Regions from separate parts of the Mus musculus genome. Here region 2 is linked to region 1. A link is a contact called in public promoter capture Hi-C data. All regions are on one chromosome and are shown on one strand. The core of a region is the stretch at or near the end of the contact, and the rest is flanking DNA. Distances in the headings are between cores, read along the strand shown.

Region 1 (5,068 bases), core at 1,795-4,294:
GGGGGGGGGCTGTTGGGCAAGTGACAGCTGCAAATGAAACCCAGATCCTGTCAGGCTGGCAGGAGGTTCCTCTCCCCGTCCTCCAACTTGGCCACTCAGGCTCTCTTAATCCGGAGATCATGGATTAAACTCAGTTCAGATTGGTCACAGGGTCACGAACACGCCAACCCCCCATCCCTCTCGGAGAATATGGGATCCTTATCTCAAAGAGCTGTCCTTTCTCCTTACCTGGCTCAGTCAGGTCTGCCTGCTAGGCCAGGGGAGCCCGAAAGACTGGCTGAGGCTCCCACCTGCCTAACTGCCCTTCACTCTGGGGCCAGGGCTTGCTCATTCTCCCACCTGACCAGAATCAATCAGCCTCTGCCCGGAGCCTGTTGAGGGCCTGCCACATGCACACCTTACGGCAGCTGCACAGATGCTTAGTCCCACCAATCCCTCCCTGAAGCCACTGTGAGAGGTAAGTGCTATTATTACACAAAGAAAAAACGGCTAGCCAATGAATGCTGTAAAGCCTTGCCACAGCAAAGCTGAGTCCCCTGCAGAGTCTGGCTGCTTCCTGTCCGTGCTCCATCCTGCTTTCCTCAAAGCTGACTTTGGGACTCTGAGTCTGCTGAGGGGCCTGACAGAAACACCTAACAATCTGTCAGTGGAATGCTTGAAATGAGCCATGGGAAGTTATGTGGACCCTGGGGGTGTGTGTAGGAGTTTGGTGAACAGTGAAGAGAGGAAACTCTCTTTTGGTTGGGGAATAGCAACAAGAAAGTCCTGTGGATAGAGAAACAACTACAGGGCTGGTGGTTCCCTCCTGGAACTGGTAGGCGGGATCATGGCATCAGAGCTGACCTCTGGGGGAGGGACAAGATGGAGCTAGAAGGACCTAGGGTTTGTGGTTTGATCTGAGACTTCGCCTTCTTCTCCTCAAGCAGAAGGATCCAGTTAAAGGGTCAGATATTGTCACAGCCAGTGTCCCACCACTGTGAGGCAACCTGATCTGGGCAAAGGACACCCTGCAGCCACTTCTGCCCCTACTCTCTGAAGAGATGAGCCTACTTCCCTGTCTAGACCTGGGCACTGACAGGACTGCCTCTGTGGGACCGAGGAGCCTGAGAAGGGTGGATTTCCTCCCCTTTCCCATATCTATAGAGACCAGGAGTCCCTTCTCAATTCTTCATTTGTCTGAATCAGCATGTTGAGTTATCAGTTGTGTGACTTTGGATAAGTTAGTGTTGTTCCTCTGTGTGTAAACAGGAATAACTTCATCTGCCTTATTAAGACTGAGGCAACAATAAAATGTGTCACAGAACAAAACCCAGCACCTGTGTCCTGTGGTTCTTTCCACCTTGTGGACTTTACTGAGTTTATCCCACCCAAAAAGCCCAAGTCCATCTAGGTCCATCCTTGCAGGACCCTAGATCTACTACTGATTATCTGGGGAGAAGAGGATTCCGTCCCCAGCAAGTGATTCCCCTCACTTTTCATCCTGGACTTGGTGGAGTACATGGGGAAATCTTCCCATTTCATTTAAACATAATCAGGAGGAAGCTGGAGTGCCGTGCTGCCCACTGGTCAATGCCAACTGCACCCAGCAGTCTCCCAAGATGGGCACCTGGACGTCCTTCCTGCTCCAAGACGCTTTGCAAAGAGGAAGACCTGCACAATGGAAGCCTAAAGAGTTCCGAGGAAAAGGGATGCCAAGACTGGAGACCCAAGTATTGCGCATCCCACAGAAAGGAGAACCATGAAGTCAGTGCTGGAAGCATCAACCAAGAGCCCTGACTCAGCCCCCACCTCAAGGAGGGAGGAAAAGGGGAGGCCAGGAGAATGCAGTGGGAGGTAATTTGAAGCAGGAAGCACTGGCAAGCTCCCCTTCCCACGACTACCCGAAGTCAGCTTCTGCTCTGCACCTCCATGGCTCAGATTCTGGGGCCTGTGTCAGGACAGTCTGTACCATCCCCAGGCCCAGGGTGCCCCCCTCACTTCCACTTGTGACTCACAACTAGATCTCCACACGCTGAAGAGAGCAGGTTGCGTGGACACCAGTGTGCAGGCAATGTTCACTCCTTTCTGACTAATAAACTAATCCCGCGCTGAGCGGCAGAAACACTGGACACTGACTTCAAGGTTAGTAGGTGTATTTCCCTTATCTCAGGAGCTCCTGCCTCACCCACGTATCTGTCTGCAGCACCCGGGGGGGCCAGCATGAGAAAGTGAGAAACATTCGCTGCCATCTTCGAGCCCTCCGGGGTTGCTGCACCTTCTGGCCACTCTTCATCTGGAACTCCTAGTAAGGTAAGCCGGAGGACATAAGTCACAACAAAACTGAGCTAGGTGCTCTATCATCAGTCTCTTGCTGAAAGAGACTCTTGCCAAGTTCCTCAGCCTGTGAAAGCCGCGGGACTTGGAGTCTAACAGTCTTCAATTGTGGCCTTAGGACTCTACTCAGAGTTCGCTGGCGCTGGTCAAACAGCGAGTGGTCCTCCTTGTTCAAAAACTCAGTACTGTGGGGTTCCTGGTGGACTTCGAGTCATTGCTGATGAACAAAATACCCAGTGAGAGAATAGCAGCCTGAGCCCTGCGGTTGCCATTGAAGCTAGATTCCCACGTAGGTTCGGGCGTATAGGGGGAATCAATCGCAAGCCAACTTGGCTCCAGCACCTTGTGTCCCTAGATTCAGAAGGGCCTCAGCCACAGGACACTAAACCAGCTTTGGGCGGGAGCTCGGAATAGACGTGGGGCGAGGACTGGCACCCGTGACCGTAGCAACAAAGTTCTAGACGGTTCAGAGCTGCTGCTGTCCCAGGAGTGCTCGCGCTCAGCCTCCTCCCACCCCCTGTTTGTTCGGGCTCAGCCGAGGGTACGCGGGCGAGCTGTGGTCTCAAAGCCGGACAGCAGAGCCTGTTCGGGTCACGTGGCCCCGCGGCTGGAGCCCCGGCGCTGACCCTGAGCGGAGGGAGGGACCGACTAGAAGAGAGAAGGGGCGGCACGGCGGGGGCGGGGCAGCCCAAGTTCCCGGGATTCCCTACAGAGCGGCTCTGTGGAGACCCAGTCTACAACCCACCGGTCACCCTCCCTGGGCCAACGCCGCGCCTTCCTGTGAGGGCTTTGGCTGGCGATCTCTGCGCAAGGCAAGGACCTCGTTCCTAGGGTCCTGCGCCTCATCTAACCCTGTCATTCCACCCAGAGGAGCCCGGGACCTGCCCTGGTGAACCGACTCAAAAAAGTGGAGTGCCCAAGCGGAGCAGCAGCACCTGCCCCGGGCGAGCGCAAGAGCTGATGGAGGGGGCCCAGTGATCCTGCCCTAGACGTCTGCCCGTCTTTCTTCTCTGCAGGTCAAGCTCGCGCGGGGAAAAAAAATGTACCAAAGCTTGGCGTTAGCCCAGAGCCCCGGCCAGGGCACTTACGCCGACTCCGGAGCCTTTCTGCACTCTTCGGGAACCGGCTCCCCGGTGTTCGTGGCACCCACTCGCATGCCCTCCATGCTGCCGTACCTGCCTTCGTGTGAGCCGGGCTCGCAGGCTCCCGCGCTCGCCGCGCACTCCAGCTGGACACAAGCAGTTGCCGCTGATTCCTCAGCCTTCGGCTCCGGAAGCCCGCACCCGCCAGCCGCACACCCACCGGGAGCCACCACCTTCCCGTTCGCTCACAGCCCTCCGGGGTCGGGCAGCGGCGGCAGCGCGGGGGTCCGGGACGGCGGCGCCTTCCAGGGCGCGCTGCTGGCTCGCGAACAGTACCCGACCCCGCTCGGGAGACCCATGGGCGCCTCGTACCCCACAACCTACCCAGCATACATGAGTTCCGACGTAGCCCCTTCGTGGACCTCCGGAGCCTTCGACAGCAGCATCCTGCACGGTCTGCAAGCTCGCCCTGGTGGCCTCCCTGGCCGCAGGACCAGCTTCGGTGAGTACCGGGCTGGGGCTGCCCGGTGGACCTGGCTCTAAAACTAAGGCGCGCAGCAATAAACCCGCGCGCTACGAAATGCAAAAATCCGAGATGCGTTCTTCTGCAGTCAGGGCTTTTCTGCCTAGTCCGACCACGCAGATTCCCGCCTAGAATTGCTAGGACACAGGAAACTTCATGAAACACAATACGATGAAAAACGCTCGATACAGAATTCTTTTCTCAGCACAATAGCAAGAAAATAATATATTTCTGCTTTTCACCCGACCAACCCCCCCCCCCCAAAAAAAAAGCATTCTGGGTTATGTCGATTTGGAACCTACATTTAAAAAGTTTTCACGGGAAGTTTTGGAAAGTATTTTTTGGTTTTAAGACAACCTAGTTCCAAACTTAACAGCAAACCTCCTGCTTCAGCCTTCCAAAGTGCTGAGTTTACAGGCATGAGCGGAGCTGAAAATGAATTTTATAAAGCTTAAAACAGCGATTATTTGATAAAGTCACCACAGCCATCTTGTTCTGCAACGTTCCATCTTAAGAGTTCCATACCTCACAGGAACATAGGTTAGATTGGATTCCAAGACTGTTGATCGTGGAATCATTTGTCTGGCTTTCTGAGTATTTTTTGAGGAACAGACACAGCAAAGAGGGCCAAGCTCTGTTTGCAGCCTCTGGGCCTTGTTGAAACCATGCCTCCAGCTACTTGGAAGCTTGGGCCCCTGATTCACAGCCCCAGACAGGTCTCAAGCTGACCTAGTACAGTTAGTGGGACAAGGACAGCCCCTGTGCCTTTTACCCACCTCCAGCCAGTAGATGACTGATCCTCCCTGCCCTGAGCCAACGTCTCACTGCTTGCATATGTGTGGTCCCTTGATGTCCCTGTGTCTTGTCTTCTGAGGGAGGACAATGGTTGATCCCACAACAAAGCTGGCAGTAGGCCCTTGTAGAATCTCAAATCTCTGTCTCCCAATCTTCTGACCTTGAGGCCTGTTCTCTTTTACACTGGAGATCCTTGAGTGGGACAGGGGAGGGAGAGAAATAAGGCTCTACCATCCATTTCCTTCTGCCTGCTTCCAAAATGTATTAAAAATAAAAAGGCTGGTGTGGAACCTAGTTAAGAAAGGGACCATCTCAGGCATCTACCTTAGAGTGTGGCTTATTTACACTCTTGCCT
Region 2 (4,823 bases), core at 2,300-4,799, 440 kb before region 1:
CTGGGGATGAGCTTTGAGACTTCAAACGCCCAAACCAGGTCCTGTGTGTTCTTCCTGCAGCTTGCAGATCCAGATATAGAACTCTCCACTACTTTTCCAGCACCATTTCTGCCTGTGTGCCTCCCTGCTTCCTGTCATAATGGCAATAGACTAAACTTCTGAAAGAGTTGCTGTGGTCATGGTGTCTCTTCACAGCAATAGAACAGAGCCTAAGACAGTCCCCCGTGGGAAATGAAAAGTCCATGCCCAGAAAGAATTTGAGGGCATGGACTCGTGCCACCCAGAAGCACTTGGGAAGTCTGCATGAGGCAAGGGTCACCAGGTTCCCTCATATGAGATGGCTGAATTACCCAGAGGAGGCCACCATTACCTGACATCCAAACAGTGGGGGAAGAGTCTCATCCAAAATCTAAGGTCCATTTTAACCTCAAAAAAAAGCCAGACCACGCCCACTCTGAGTCAGGATGGGGCTGTCCTGGCTCCAGTCCCATGCGTTATCCTAAGACCATGTGTGTTACGGAGAGGACCCACATCTGTAATGGGAACGTACAAATGGTTGGTGCAGAGCATCATGTCCTCCCATGCTTCGTGGATGAGAGGCATCAAGAGCGCTGCCTTCTCAGCTGTGGTCCTACTCAGCCCTGGTATGCCTACGGCGCCCAGCTCCAGCAAAGGAACGTTGGATAGGGGTGATGGTAAACCTGGGGTTTCTCCAATTGCCCACCAATCTGGGAAAGAGCCTGAGAAGTTGCTTGTGCAATCTCCTTATCATCCAGCAGGTGGCAGTGTGGCACTACAGGTGGCAGTGTGGCACTGCAAAACTCTGCCTCTCCTTGCAGCTCGCCTATTGCAAGTTGGTTTGCAGTTTGTTTGGTTTGTTGGTTTTGATAGGATCTCATATGTATCTCTGAATGTCCTGAAACCCACTGTGGAGACCAGGCTGGCCTTGAACTTAGAGATCCACCTGCATCTGTTTCACAAGTGCTGGGTTTAAAGGCAAGTGCTACCACACCCAGCCATCTTGCCTATTACAAACAGGTGGCTGGCAACCATGCCTGTCCCCAACCTAACCCTTCAGAGCTGTGATGGATGCAACTGAATGTTCTCAATTAACTGGATGTCTCCATTTCTTTTTCGTCTCTGTGATAAACACTCTGGCAGAAAGCAACTTGCAGAAGGGTGGGTTTTAGTTCATGGTTCAAGGTAGAGTCCATCGTGTGAGAAAATCGAGGTGGCGGGAGCTTGAAGCAGATGACCACATCATACACACAGCCAGAATAGGAGAGCAACTGATGCTTATATCACTCTCTTCATTTAACAGCCCAGGATCCCACCCCAGGGCACAGTAGACCTGCCTTCTCAGCCTACCGTCATGACCAAGATGTCTCCTACAGAAATACTCAGCTATACCTCCCAGGTGATTATAGATTCTGTCAGACAACTAACATTAGTCTTCTAACTGGAGGACATCTACTCTCCTGGCTGGGCAGTTTAGAAAGCTCAGAGTCTATCCCTCATAGACCCAGGTTGTATCTTTAATGCAAATCAATAGCAGTCATTGTTAAAGCAAAGCTTGAAGACCCACCACATCCATGGCCATGGCCTAGAGTTTAGTGCACCCTGCTGACACCCCACTCATAACAATATCCACTCCACATCACCCAAGAGCCTCCCATTCAGCATGGCCACAGGAGCCGTCCTCCACCCACAGGCTGAGACCTGGATCCGTGCAAACAGCGCTCTCTTCCTAGCCTCCCACACTGCTTTGGTCAGGCTCTGGAAGCTCTACTGGACTGGAGCAGACAAGTGCAATGCTGTCCTCCCCTTCCAATCTATGCAGTTGCTGCCACAGGGGCAGCTTCAAAACTACTCTCTTGGGATGTCATTCTGGAGGCCAACCTCCCTGTCATCCAAGGAGACAGACTCCCCTGAACAGCTTCAGGGGCTTGTGCTACTACTGTGTGCCTTTCCATCTTTGCATCCCAATGGCCCCATTATTCCTCTTGTAGATCTTGTCTCTTGTTGCCTGAAGTGATCCATAGCCTCAGGACTGCCAACTCCCACCCATACCACCATCAGCCCAGGGACAAGTACTTGGAAAAGGACTCTTAGAAGCACCTCATTCTTTGGGCCAGGATGTCCTTCTAGGTGATACCTGCCCTCCACAGTGTAGCTGGCCACATGGTGAACTAGTTCTGGCAGTCAAGAAGATGTTGTCTGGTTTCTTTCTTTTCCAGGCCCAGAGCAAAGTCTGATGTTCCTTAAGCACATATGTGTTTGTATCTGTGTTCTTGCATACTGGTGATGACATAGAGTTCCTGGAACCTTCCAGAAAACACATGGCTCTCACCGACACTCACTTCACAAGTGTGCCTCTAGCATCTATGCGCTCTTAGAGAGTGCCCAACAACTGAATAATTTCTTTTTCTGGTGAAACTCAGAACAGAGTTGGAAGCCAGGGAGACCCCATCTCTTACCATATTGAAGAGAATCGACCTCTTGCTGAAACCACAGAGCCCTAACAAGTTCATACCTTGGAGGACTTCTCAAAAAGCACCAAGCCCCTCAGCAGCCTTCATGTTTGGGGCTTTAGTTGACAAATATGAAGGGCCAGCCTGCAGCCTGCAGCTCCTCATGTTCTTTAGGTAGAAAGGGAGCCTTCAGCACTAGGTGGTACCAGAAACTCAACCTGCTCTGCCTTTCCTAACCTCAGAGAGTTTGAGTCTCCAATAAGGCAGAGACTTTGGCTTCGTGGCTCCCATACTAGGAAAGATGAGCCAGCCCCTAGCACAGCCCCTGCTCCTGAGTGTGTAACAACATAGGAACCAGACACTCAGGACCAGCCGGAGCACAGGAAGCACCAGGCTCTAGATTATCTGTTGTGTGGGGAGGGGTCTGGGCTGAGACTGAAGCCTGGGCAGGTGAAGTCAACCCCAGTTCCTCACTTACAAGAAGGAACCTGGACACTTCTACAGCGACCTCTGCTCAGCCCTCACTCCCCAGCCAAAACAGAAAATCCATCATACTCTTCCCCCCAGGACAAGACTGGGAATCCTTCACCTCAGAAGTCGAGGGAAACGTCTGTCTGTCCTAAGCAAAAGGTTTCATCCCAAACGCGGGAGCCACACTGGAATACACCTGTCAGGAGAACTTTGTGTTGAGGCGACAGACAGAAGGGACCGACGACCTGCCGCCTACAGGAAGATGATTTGATTTGGTTCAACTCGCAAGGATACGGAGACCTGGAGGAGAACCCAGCTGGGAGCTCCCGCTCAGCGCGCAGCTCCTGCGGATGGGGTCTCAGAACAAGGCAAGACTGGAGCTTTGGGAAAGTGACCCCGTAGGAAACAAGAAATGGCAGTTGAGGGGCCAAGAAGCAGGCAAAGCGCCCTCAGGTTCCGCGGCTCCCATCTTCAGGCCCGTGGGTCCGCATAGAGGGTGGAGCGGGGCTGGGAAGATGCCGGCAGCAGGTCCCCTCTGATTGGACGGCGTGAAGTCCCATCGGGAGCCTCAGCAGCTTAAAAACGAAGCCAATACGAGTGGGAGGTAGAGCGGCCCCGGCCGGCCACGCGCCTTGGTGAGAAGGCGCAGGAAGGGTGGCCGGCCGGAGAGGCCACGCGCAGGCCCGGGGACTGACAGACAGCTGGACAGGTGGACGCGCCCGCAGGGCAAGAAGCCATACTGCCGTAGCGGGCTCCAGAGGTCATGGCCGAGCTCAAGTCGCTGTCGGGGGACTCGTACCTGGCGCTGAGCCACAGCTACACGGCGACCGGCCACGCCTACGCTGCAGCGCGCGGACCGGAGACCACACGCGGCTTCGGTGCATCGGGTCCGGGTGGCGACCTCCCGGCGGCTCCCGCTTCTCGTGTCCCCGCCGCGACGGTGGAGAGCAGCGGCGAGCAGAGCGGCGACGAGGACGAAGCCTTCGAGAGGCGGCGGCGGCGGCGAGGGTCCGGGGTTGCGGTTGACGCACGGCGGCGGCCCCGGGAGCAGCGCTCGCTGAGGCTCAGCATCAACGCGCGCGAACGGCGACGCATGCATGACCTGAACGACGCGCTGGACGGACTGCGCGCAGTCATCCCCTACGCGCACAGCCCGTCGGTGCGCAAGCTCTCCAAGATAGCCACACTTCTGCTGGCCAAAAACTACATCCTCATGCAGGCGCAGGCCCTGGAGGAGATGCGGCGCTTGGTAGCATACCTCAACCAAGGCCAGGGCCTCGCGGCGCCGGTGGCCGCCGCGCCTCTAACGCCCTTTGGCCAGGCAGCGATTTACCCGTTCTCGGCGGGCACCGCGCTCGGGCCCTGCCCAGACAAGTGTGCCACCTTCTCAGGATCGCCCTCGGCGCTTTGCAAACACTGCGGCGAGAAGCCCTGAGGGCTCCGATCCCCTCTGCAGCCGCCTTTCTATTTAGACTGTTCCCTGTCCTCGCTGGCGGGACTCTATGAGAAAGCCCAGTACTCCGCTTACAGAACTGTTGGGTGCAGAATGAGAAGTCCGTCTGAGAAAGCCAGAGAGTTGGCGCTGGACTCTAGACCCTGCCGCATCCACTGAACTATCTCAGCTAAAAGGCTACGGGAGTGAGCAGTTAGTGAATGGTCCCACATCTGACAGGTGACTGCCCAAGGCTCAGGAGCGCAGGCACAGAGCATCGCGCTTGACCACATCCTAGCGTTGGATGGGGAACCCAGCCCCTTCTAAGCCAACTTGCAGGGCCTTGCTTGCTTCAACTAGACCTGTTCCTCAGGACGGGTGCGGCCCCTCACCTCGGGCCTCTGTTGGCTCCAAGACTCCAGACCCGGCCTAAAAGCAAAATTACGCCG

The links. Promoter capture Hi-C pulls out the DNA fragments that hold promoters and counts their contacts.
Region 2: a contact with region 1 is called in a promoter capture Hi-C map of stem cell-derived epiblast-like cells, with 4 times the contacts expected there. The contact joins the promoter of Bhlhe23 here to the promoter of Gata5 in region 1. A contact is called at or near these places in 21 of 39 promoter capture datasets (the 3T3-L1 cell line, 3T3-L1-derived adipocytes, the C10 cell line and 13 more), 1 of 15 datasets of contacts at CTCF or cohesin (large pre-B cells), 9 of 484 Hi-C or Micro-C datasets (CD4 T cells, embryonic stem cells, large pre-B cells and 1 more), 3 of 115 datasets of contacts at active chromatin or transcription factors (embryonic stem cells and pancreatic cancer cells) and 1 of 9 other capture datasets (liver).

What each region holds. Positions count from the first base shown.
Region 1 is chr2:180,332,655-180,337,722 of GRCm38.p6, reverse strand. It overlaps Gata5 (GATA binding protein 5), which reads left to right and starts at 3,044. Exons shown (of 6, transcript NM_008093.2): 1 at 3,044-3,897. The coding sequence starts at 3,354. Gata5os (GATA binding protein 5, opposite strand) reads right to left here and starts at 4,866. Exons shown (of 5, transcript NR_045877.1): 1 at 4,695-4,866; 2 at 3,780-4,055; 3 at 3,402-3,541. It overlaps Gm52543 (a long non-coding RNA gene), which reads left to right. Exons shown (of 5, transcript XR_003953987.1): 4 at 321-457; 5 at 924-1,306.
Region 2 is chr2:180,775,626-180,780,448 of GRCm38.p6, reverse strand. It overlaps Bhlhe23 (basic helix-loop-helix family, member e23), which reads left to right and starts at 3,549. Exons shown (of 1, transcript NM_080641.5): 1 at 3,549-4,823. The coding sequence starts at 3,706. The coding sequence ends at 4,377.